Linked DNA regions of Mus musculus: regions 1 and 3 are each linked to region 2. The links are chromatin contacts, called in public HiChIP or PLAC-seq and Micro-C maps. All regions are on one chromosome and are shown on one strand. The core of a region is the stretch at or near the end of the contact, and the rest is flanking DNA. Distances in the headings are between cores, read along the strand shown. Region 1 overlaps Wdr12 (WD repeat domain 12). Region 2 holds the start of Bmpr2 (bone morphogenetic protein receptor, type II (serine/threonine kinase)). Region 3 holds the start of Ica1l (islet cell autoantigen 1-like).

Region 1 (2,989 bases), core at 110-2,609, 310 kb before region 2:
CATGCTATCTCCAGCACTGCCCAAAGAAAAATGGGCATGGTAGCACATTCCTGTAATCCCAGTCCTAGAGGTTGGAAGCAAGAGCATCAGAAATTCAAGGTCACCCTCTGCTGTATAGTGAGCTTAAAGGCAGCCAGCCATGGTTCCCTGAGTCTCTGTCTCCATAAGAAAGAAATCAATGGATAATCCTCTGATATCATTGTCAATGCAGAGACAGGAAGCAGCCTTTTAAAATTTGGATAACAGTTCATCTTTCATAATAGCAACATTTTACTGTCTTTGTCCTTCGTGCTTATAAAATACAGTAAGTATGTGGTCTGAATTCTGTCTACATTTTACCCTATGTAGACTCCTAAAACTTGAATTTCAGAAAGTATACTTTTTAAAGGGATATAGTACAAATGTAGTAAATTTGTTTTTTTTTGTCTTTTTGTTTTGTTTTAGTTTGACTTTTTAGTTAGCTATTTGAAGAGAAACATCTAGAAAAGACTAATAATGCTATAGGAGCCAGGCATCATAGCACACACTTATAACCCTAGCATTTAAGAAGTAGAAGCAAAAGGCTTGGGACTTGAGTAGGATTGGCTTCATAACTAGTTCAAGTCAGGAGCAGGATGAGACTCGGTCTCAAATAAAGAAAATGAAAACTTATAGGAGGGTCATCAAAATGGCTCAGTGACTAAAGATGCTTGCTGCCAATTCTGATAGCGTGAGTTCAGTTCTCAGGTCTGAACTCCTGCAAGCTGTCCTTTTCCCCACACACATGCACACATACTGTGGCATGCATACAACTAACCTGTAAATAAATTTAAAGAAAAAAGAAGTTTATAAAAGTATGGGGAAAACAGTCATCTAACATTAAAAGCAAATAGTAAAAAACAACAACAACAAAACACCACACACTAAAAGGTAGTGTGTATAAGAAAATAAGACTGTTGAGTGTTCAGAGCATTAAAACAATGTAGATGTTAATTTGTCCATTCATTGAGCAGCAGGGCAGTGATGGTTCACATCTTTAATGCCAGCACCTGGGAAGCAGGTGGATGTCTGTGGGTTCAAGGATAGCCTGGTGAGTTTCAGGACAGCCAGGGATAAACAGAGAGACCCTGACTCAAACGCAATAAAAAAAAAAAATAGTCTTTCCTGACTTAACTGTCTAGGCTGATAATGCAGTACGTAATGAGTAAGATTAAGGTAAAAAGGCTGGGTTGGAGGGGCAGCTCAGCAGTTCAGAGCACTTGCTGCTCCTGCAAAGGACCTGGATTCCATTTCCTGCATCCATTTGGCAGCTCACAGCCGTCTGAAACTCCATTTCCTGGGATTCAGACATTTGGCCTCCTGGGCACCAGACACAAATGGTACGCATACGGCATTCAAGCATTCCGAAGAACAAAGGTGAGGAGGCCCATGTATCAAAGACAAATGGAAGAAAGGGTGTGGCATCTGAAACTGGCCCTTTACCTAGTCTTAATCTCAATCCTGGTTCCATGGCAACCTTATTTCTGTTCAGGCCATTTCAACAGGGAAGCCCGAAAAGCCAGGGGCCAGGTATCATTGACGAGGATTGTATCTAAGCCTCTTAATCTGCCAAACTTTTCTCCTTCGGGCTATTTAAGTGCTTAGAACTTAGTCCCTAACCAGGAAAGTAAGAGGCCAACACAAGACTAAAGGATCTAGCCATCTTTTAACATGCTTTTCTTTTTCTTCAAGCGTTGTCTTCCTCTCCATGGTCCCTTTCCTTCTAGCAGAAACAGGCTTTACAAGTTTGTTTCTGAGGTTCACCTGGACCTGCTCACCTATCGCTGGGATAAATTGGAGTATAGGGATTATTTATGCTGTCTCATAGGAATGGAGTCTGTAATACATCGAGACTGGATCTCCTACCTAACCAATATCTGTTATTAGTGTTTATAATAAAACTCCTCAATTTAAAATTAGGCTTAGGCAGTGGAGGATAACTTAGTGATAGATATCATTAGTTAACATGTTTGAGGCCTTGTGTTAAATAGGTGTGCTCACACACACAAATTTAGGCTGAATATACCTAATTAAGTCAATTAAAGGGAAAAACTGAATTATTCAACTCCAGAATGTTGTTAGGGAAAAGGCACAAAGTGAGAGGCAGACATTAGAAGTTAGCCTCACTGGTGTCCCAGTGCAGAGAAAGGAAGACGAGGTAGTAAAAAGGCTGTAAACAGCGGTGGGAAGGAAGTCAGCTGTCAAGGATCTCATGTTGAGAGGCAGCTGAACCACATTTGGACAGGTGAAAGAGGGGGCAGGTTGTTTCCAACTGAGGGAGAGGCACAGAAAAATCTAAATAGCTTGAATACCGTTAGAACATAAGTGTACATAATACTTCATACACCAGGAAATTTTACTTCCTCTGAAGCCACCTTTAGATTCCTAGAAGCAATAATATTTTATCGTGGAAAATACGAAAAGAAAACCTTGCTTTACCTGGAGAAGACCCAGTGGAAGCAAGGCATTTAAAATTTATATTTTATGTAGAATACAGAAAATACCCTCTTAGAATTCCATTTGGAACTTAACAACTATGCATAGCCATATATCTATGCCTTCCAGGCTCTAGGGAAAGAATGACTGTTTAATATGATGTGTGACCCAGTCCGTGGGTCAGTCAATAGGGTCTGCAAGAGAAAGAGTGGGGACTGAGGAGCAAGGGACTTGAAGAATGGAGACAACACAGGCTATCTGCTCAAGGTTCAAGTCTCCTGTCTCATTTATTGAAAGGCAACTATGGGTAATATATGCACTCACTGGGTAGTGATATGTGCAGCTGGAGACACTTAACCACAGGTCCAGGATGTATAGGAGAAAAACAAGATGTTATCAGAGTGTGTACAGCTGTGGTAGGCTTGCAAAAACATGCTAGGAAAACAAGTCTCTCATCACAGTGGAAAAGTACCACATGTAAGTAAATTGCCCGAGATGGCTGCAGAGATGATAGCAGCTTTCTGCTAAGAGTCGG
Region 2 (3,017 bases), core at 352-2,851:
TAGACAATAGTATCAAATTCACAAAAGGGAACTTCAAATTTTCTTTCAGTATTTTCCCAGAACAGACATCTAAAATGTAAATTAAACAAGTAATCTCTGTGTCTAATACAGCAATGAAGAATTCACTGAATGTGAAAATTACTTTTTAAAAAATTGTAAAACCATTACTTTGTGTACTCAATTTTAAATGCATACTTCATGTGACTATTTAAGAATTCATTCCTGAAATTTTCTAAAAGCAAATCACAGAAGACTGTTGCTTGAAAATAACTGCAATGAGAATATGAGTTGTTTTTTTCTCAAGGCGATTGAGAAGTAAAGAGGAAATGGCCAAAGGAAAGGGGAGTAGCATTTCCTTTCACACGTTAGGAAAATGTCAAAGAACTTTCAGGAGTCAAATCTCCTCGAAGTCTGATGTGAGGTCAAAATTGTCTCAATGACAGGAAAACCAACAGACGCCAGATGACTAATAGAAAAGTTATCAAAAACACTTCTGTGCCCAACAGTAATTCCAAAGGGATACAAAGTTAAGAATATCCAGGATAAAGAGACAGAGAATAGTTAAGATTCTTGGGAGCAAAACAATATTAATGATGACATCAACTGTGTTAGTATACACTGTTATCAAGATTCTCACACAGTGACTTCCTCAACGTTTACTCTATTCATCAGGTAACATTTTTTTTCAGGTAACATTTTTAAATAACGAAAAGTAATGTGGATTCCCAAAGAGTGATCTAAATGTAAAAATAAGGTTCAATCAAGTGTGTGTCTAGTTGTTCTTTTTATTGTAAACCAAATCTGCTTCTTTCCATCAAAGTAAAAAAACCACCTTTATCTCCAAAAATCTAATAGACAGTTCACTAGTGATTAAAATATTATTTTTAATCCTTGCATTACCTCACAGCTAAAAATGTCAAGATACCACACCCAATATGTCTTTTTCCCCCCGTGGGGGAGGGGTCAGGGAATACGGGAGTAGGGACGGGAAACAACACGCAAACACCGAAGGTGATTTCCCTGGCTGGCTCCTCCACCCGGATCCGAGAGCACACGTTGCGAGGGGAGAGCACAGGGCTCGGCCTCTGCAGGCTCTCTCCCTCGCCACCCACTGGAGTAGGAGCTGGGACATACCACCTAGGGCTACTCACCAGCCGTAGTGCTGACCAGCAGGACGGCCCATAGCAGCCAGGGCACCCGAAAGGGCCGATGCAGCGAGGAAGTCATCCCTGGGCCAGCAAAGAAGCAGGAGGGCAAAGAAAAGAAATCTGGAAAGTAAATTCGGGCGGAGAAATCCGGCTAGGAGGCTGCTCTTCGTCTGATTTATCCTGCCCGGATTACAATGCAGTTTGAAAGGACAAATGGCAGATGCGAGGACCTAGCTAGTAGAGCTCTCATTCCACTGCAGAATTTCCCTTCATTTCGCTCCCTCGTGGCTGGGGGGCTTCATTCGCCTAGGACGGGGTGTCTCGGCTCCCCAAATTGAAGGCATGTCCATGGGGAAGACGCAGGGAGCCCAGAAGAAACCCCTGCAATTATTTCCCTCGTAGTTTCACGATATCAAAAAAATACCCAGATCTGGGAGAAAACATATCCAGAGTGCCGGGGGGGGGGGGGGGGGGAGGGCGGGGACTCGATGGGAGCACTGAGGATCAGAACAAGTTCCCGACCGCCGGGAAGGGCGAAGCGGGGCAGGCAGCGGCGCCCGGCCGCCGGAGTAGCATCGCTCCGTACTCCGAGGACAGTGGGGTTCCTTTTAAAGTTTCGCTTCGTTGCTTCCTTCACTCGGATTTCGACATCAACAAATCCTTCCCACCGACTGGGTCGAAAAAGGTGCCTGCTTCCATGGGCGAGTCCACAGCTTCCTCGGAACAATCGCGCGAGGGTCGCTCAGGCCGGGCCTCGGGGCGCGGGGGAGGGGAGGGTCGCGGCGACGCGGCGAGCCCGGGCGAGCGACACGCGGGGAGGTGCGGGGCTGGCCCTTCGAGGGCGCTCCGCCCGCGGCCTCGCTCTCGGCTACTCCAGCCCCTCGCTCTTGCCTGAAGTAAATTCCACCATGAAAACCGGGTCTCCTCCCGTCGATGGCTTGCGGGAGCGAATCACAGCCCCTCTGGAGAAAGCCGCCGCCGCCGCCGCCGCCTCGTTCTCCGCAGCTCTGGGCTCCGGGCGGAGCTCGGGCGTCGCGGGCCGAGGGCGGGGGGCGGCGGGAAGACGGACGTAGGTGGCCGAGGAAGGGGGTGGGCAGCTGAGCTTGCGAAACACCCCGAGCCCCTCCGGGAAGCACCTCCAGCGGTTCCAAGCAGACCAGACACAAAGGGGGGAGTCGCCGCAGCTGCCAGTCTGAGGCGCTCCCGGTCACCGGAGTCGCCCCGCCCCCGCCGCCGCCTCCTCTCAGTCTCCGGCTCTCCAGCCGACCCCTGTCTGTCTCGGGCCTGTGGTGCAGCGCGGGCGGCGGCGGCGGCGGCGGCGGCGGCGCCACTGAGCCGCACTGCGCCTGCGCGCCCGCGGCCCCGCCCGGCCCCGCCCCTCACTCCCAGGCTTGCTGGAGAGTGAGGCCCTCGCGCGGCGTCTCTCGCCTGGGCGCCCAGTGCAGGGAAGGGTTGTCGTGGGCTGCGGGTGGGCAGCCTAGGTCCCTTTCCTCACACAGGCGAACGCTCCGCACGTGGACGCCGTGCGATCTGTTCAAGCGTGTAAGGGAGGGCGGCCACAATCTTTTGTTTAACGTAGGTTAAAGGCTACCCGGGAAGGTGGGCGAGAAGCCTCGAAGGCACGCCGTCGTTGTTGGTGGCGGCGGGCGCATCCTCCTCGGTTTCCCTGAGAATCCCGACCGAGCCGCCTTTCCCAGGAGCCGAGACCCGGGCCTCGTCGGGTCCCCCTCCCGTCGCGGCCCAAACAAAAGCCTCCTGCCTCAGTCATGAAGACCGCGAAGCTGACGTGTGTGCGCTAGTCTGGGTCGGGCTTTCCTCGAACAGCCATCCCCGGGGCCCTCTTGGATGACAAGGCTGCTGAGCAATTGC
Region 3 (3,380 bases), core at 785-3,284, 280 kb before region 2:
AACCTGGGCAGTGGTGGCGCACGCCTTTAATCCCAGCACTCGGGAGGCAGAGGAAGGAGGATTTCTGAGTTCGAGGCCAGCCTGGTCTACAAAGTGAGTTCCAGGACAGCCAGGGATACACAGAGAAACCCTGTCTTGAAAAACAAAAAACAAAACAAAACAAAAATAACCAACAACAACAACAACAACAAAGAAACCTCAATAAAATTCTTGCAAACGGAGATCTAAGATCAAATCTGGCCTGCATAGTGAGTCCCAGCATAACCAGAGCTAGAGAGTGAGAACTTGTCTCAGGAAAACAAACAAAGAACAACAATAAAAAGTCAAATTTTAAAAATTGGATCAACCAGGGAAGAGCTGTTAAAACCTGGACCTGGGGCTGTTGGAGAGATGGCTCAGAGGTTTAGAGCACTAACAGCTCTTCCAGAGGTCCTGAGTTCAAATCCCAGCAACCACATGCTGGGTGACAGCCATCTGTAATGAGATCTGATGTCCTCTTCTGGTGTTTCTGAGGAGAGCTACACTGTACTTATTTATTTTAATAAATCCTTTTTAAAAATTAAATAAATAAAAAAACCTGGAGCTGAAGGGGACTAGCAGTGATCCATCTAACACATTCTCAGCCAGGTCAGTGGGTTGCTTTCTAGCCCTGTCAGGAAGGGCAGTAGGTTCTGAAGTGGTTATGGGGCACCCAGAAGTTTCTGTCAGGTTTCTGGCTATTGGGAGGTAGAGATACTCCTGCAGGAGCTGCTGCGGCTACCTGTCAGGAGCTTTCCAGCTTCGATTACAGAGGCCTTTAATTCAAGGTCAGCAGTCCAGACTGCAGTTCACTCTTGCCATGGTTGTACTGTGGTCCTCCACACAAAGTTTTTGCCCATCTTTAGTCTTTTTCATTTTGCTCACCTGTTGCTTCGCTGACAGCTGGACTCATTCAATAGCTGTGACTACCACTCGCTCCTTGCCTGGGCTCCTCTCTGGAGCCTTAGAAAGAGCTGCGGCCCCACTGACCCATCTCAGTGTGACACAAGGAAGATCCGGAGAACTATAGTTGACCAATCATATCTGCTTCCTGCTAATTCATATTCCTCCAAGGATTTGGACTTTGAGGAGCAAGAGGAGCTATTTGACACTTTCCTAGAGGGGAAAATGTCCCAATATTGCATACAATTTCAAGTATTTGCCCATTATTTGAAATCCAAAATAGCTGTTGTAAGAATTTAAATTTATCTTAAAAGTTATAGTTCAAATCAGCCCTTTATAGAAGAAGTAGCTCTTTTTCTAGTCTAAAACTTAAAAACTTTACATACTACTTTGTAATTAATATTCTGTTTGGACCCCTTACTTCGTGTAGTTCTCCATGACCCCTCAGATGGTTATCCTAAGAGTTAAAGGGGGGGGTCGTTATCAGCCTATATATGTCATATATACAATTAATTCGTATGTTGTAAACCTTTAGGAAAGTTGAACTTGGACGTTAAAACTTGAAAAGGAAAGCACTTTGAGTTTATTATTCCTTACCAGTAATAATTTTCCATTAGCCTTATTTCCATTCCCACCCCCCCCCCCTTGGGGTTTTTTGGCTCGGACACCACTTTTGCTCTTGAAGTCAGTTATTAACAGTTGTCCCTCTTTAAACCTTTAAAGATGAGGGTGTGACGCCTCGCGTGAACACTTGCCTCGCGCCGAGCCCGAGTACTAAGTGGCAACTGAGGCGCAGAGGCAGCGAGGGGAAGGCAGGAGCCGGGAGACAAGGCCAAGCCGGTCTTCCACGCACCCACCTCGGCTGCCTCGGCTCAGTGAGGGTCCGGGACTCAGGGCCTGGCGCCCGTCACTTCTCACGAGCAAGCGACACCCAGGGCGCGCGGCCTCCGCGGGCGGAGAGAGGCGCCGGGGCGCGCAGAGCGGAGCCGAGCGGAGCCGCCGCGCGCAGGGCCGCGGGTTTAAATCTCCCGCCGCCGAGCCCCCCACCTCGGCGCACCGGCGCGGCGGGCGCGGGCTCGCGGGCTCGCGGGCGGCGGCTGGGCCGGTGCGCGGAAGAGCTCAGCGCGGCCCGAGCGGCGAGGAGCGGCGCGGCTCCGGCGGCGCGGTGAGGGTCCGGGGTCTGGCCCTCCGCTCCCTCAGGGCGGCGGGCGGCGGTGGCCAAACCTGGTTCCCATGACGACGGCGGGCGGGGGCGCGGGCCGCGCGCTCTCCGTGGGCCGGCCTCAGGCGGCGGCCTCGGCGGACCCGACCCGTCCGCGGCGGGGGCGTCTCCTGCGCTCCCTCCAGGGGAAGGAAGCCGCGGCCTGAGGCCGGCCTGGGCGCTCCCGATACGGGGCAGATGCTCACAGCCCTGCGTGCTTTCCTGCTGGCTGCCTATGTACGTCGCGCTTAATTTATTACTATTATTGTCCTGTTGTGGGATGTCTTCAGAACAGACCAATTGCGAGATGGACGTGGTGAGAACAGAACCTAAGCAAAGCTGCGGGTCGTGGTGATGTCGGAATGCATCACCTCGCGGGGGGTGTCGGTGCACAAAGCCTCCTCTCCCAGGTGGGGACCCCAGCATCACCGCACGGATTCGGCTGGGGAAAAGCAGGCCAGGTGTCTCTGACCACTGACCTCACCTGGGTGATGATGCAGGCAGCCGATACCTGATGCTCTAAGAAAAATGGAGACGGGAAAAACAATCCTGCTTGGCGTCCTACCCGTGAGCTGTGGGCTTGCCAGTAGTGTGTGTGAATCGGGGATGCCATATAATGTATGATCTTCATGCACAAAACACACAACCTGCTAGCAACTCTGGGTCGCTGAAATAGTTTGTGGGGAGATGATGTTTCCCTGCGGTTTGGGCTCTAAGTATTTAAGTATTGGATTATTTGATTCTGGCTTAAGCGAAGTTTTGTAAAGTAATATTGTAAATACATCAATATTTAGCAGCTACAGGTACCTCATTCTTTAATGGAAATTAATTATATCTTTCAGTTATACATTTACTGGCCAAGAAAACATCTCCTAATGGTGGATATATATATATTTTATATGACCAAAGTTAAAAAATCATCTTATATTATCAGTTCATAACATTACCAGTTTTCTTTGAACTTTCTGTACTTATTTTAATAATGTGAAATGGGTTGTACATGTAGGTATTAAAAATAGCAAAGCACTGTCTAATTACCAGCAATCCTAACTGCTAGAGAAATCATTATAAGCTTTAAAAAAAGATTTATCTATTTATTTCATGTATGTAGGTATACTGTCACTGTCGTCAGACACATCAGAAGTTGGCATCGGATGCCCATTACAGATGGTTGTAGCCACCATGTGGTTGCTGGGAATTGAACTCAGGACCGCTGGAAGAGCAGTCAGTACTCTTAACCACTGAGCCATCTCTCCAG

What was found. A called contact is a pair of places that touch in the nucleus more often than the background predicts. HiChIP or PLAC-seq counts read pairs in DNA pulled down with a chosen protein or histone mark.
Region 1: an H3K27ac HiChIP or PLAC-seq map of embryonic stem cells shows a contact between it and region 2, with 14 read pairs. The contact joins the enhancer-like site here to the promoter of Bmpr2 in region 2. A contact is called at or near these places in 1 of 15 datasets of contacts at CTCF or cohesin (the NIH/3T3 cell line), 4 of 115 datasets of contacts at active chromatin or transcription factors (the SCID.adh cell line, bone marrow-derived macrophages, embryonic stem cells and 1 more) and 1 of 9 other capture datasets (pancreatic islet).
Region 3: a contact with region 2 is called in a Micro-C map of embryonic stem cells, with 2.4 times the contacts expected there. The contact joins the promoter of Ica1l here to the promoter of Bmpr2 in region 2. A contact is called at or near these places in 1 of 39 promoter capture datasets (embryonic stem cells), 2 of 484 Hi-C or Micro-C datasets (both in embryonic stem cells), 5 of 115 datasets of contacts at active chromatin or transcription factors (the SCID.adh cell line, embryonic stem cells and epiblast stem cells) and 4 of 9 other capture datasets (adipose tissue, embryonic stem cells, liver and 1 more).

Annotation. Positions count from the first base shown.
Region 1 is chr1:60,075,026-60,078,014 of GRCm38.p6, reverse strand. Wdr12 (WD repeat domain 12) reads left to right here. Exons shown (of 13, transcript NM_021312.5): 13 at 1-1,147. Among named protein-coding and RNA genes, the nearest start is that of Wdr12, 21 kb to the left of the region's middle. Within about 2 kb of position 1,359, at least 29 of the 459 cell types and tissues checked have an H3K27ac peak or open chromatin away from gene starts, as enhancers often do. A contact at or near this core is called in the SCID.adh cell line and embryonic stem cells, where this site is marked.
Region 2 is chr1:59,762,863-59,765,879 of GRCm38.p6, reverse strand. It overlaps Bmpr2 (bone morphogenetic protein receptor, type II (serine/threonine kinase)), which reads right to left and starts at 1,601. Exons shown (of 13, transcript NM_007561.4): 1 at 1,152-1,601. The coding sequence starts at 1,227.
Region 3 is chr1:60,041,776-60,045,155 of GRCm38.p6, reverse strand. It overlaps Ica1l (islet cell autoantigen 1-like), which reads left to right and starts at 2,034. Exons shown (of 11, transcript NM_027407.4): 1 at 2,034-2,359.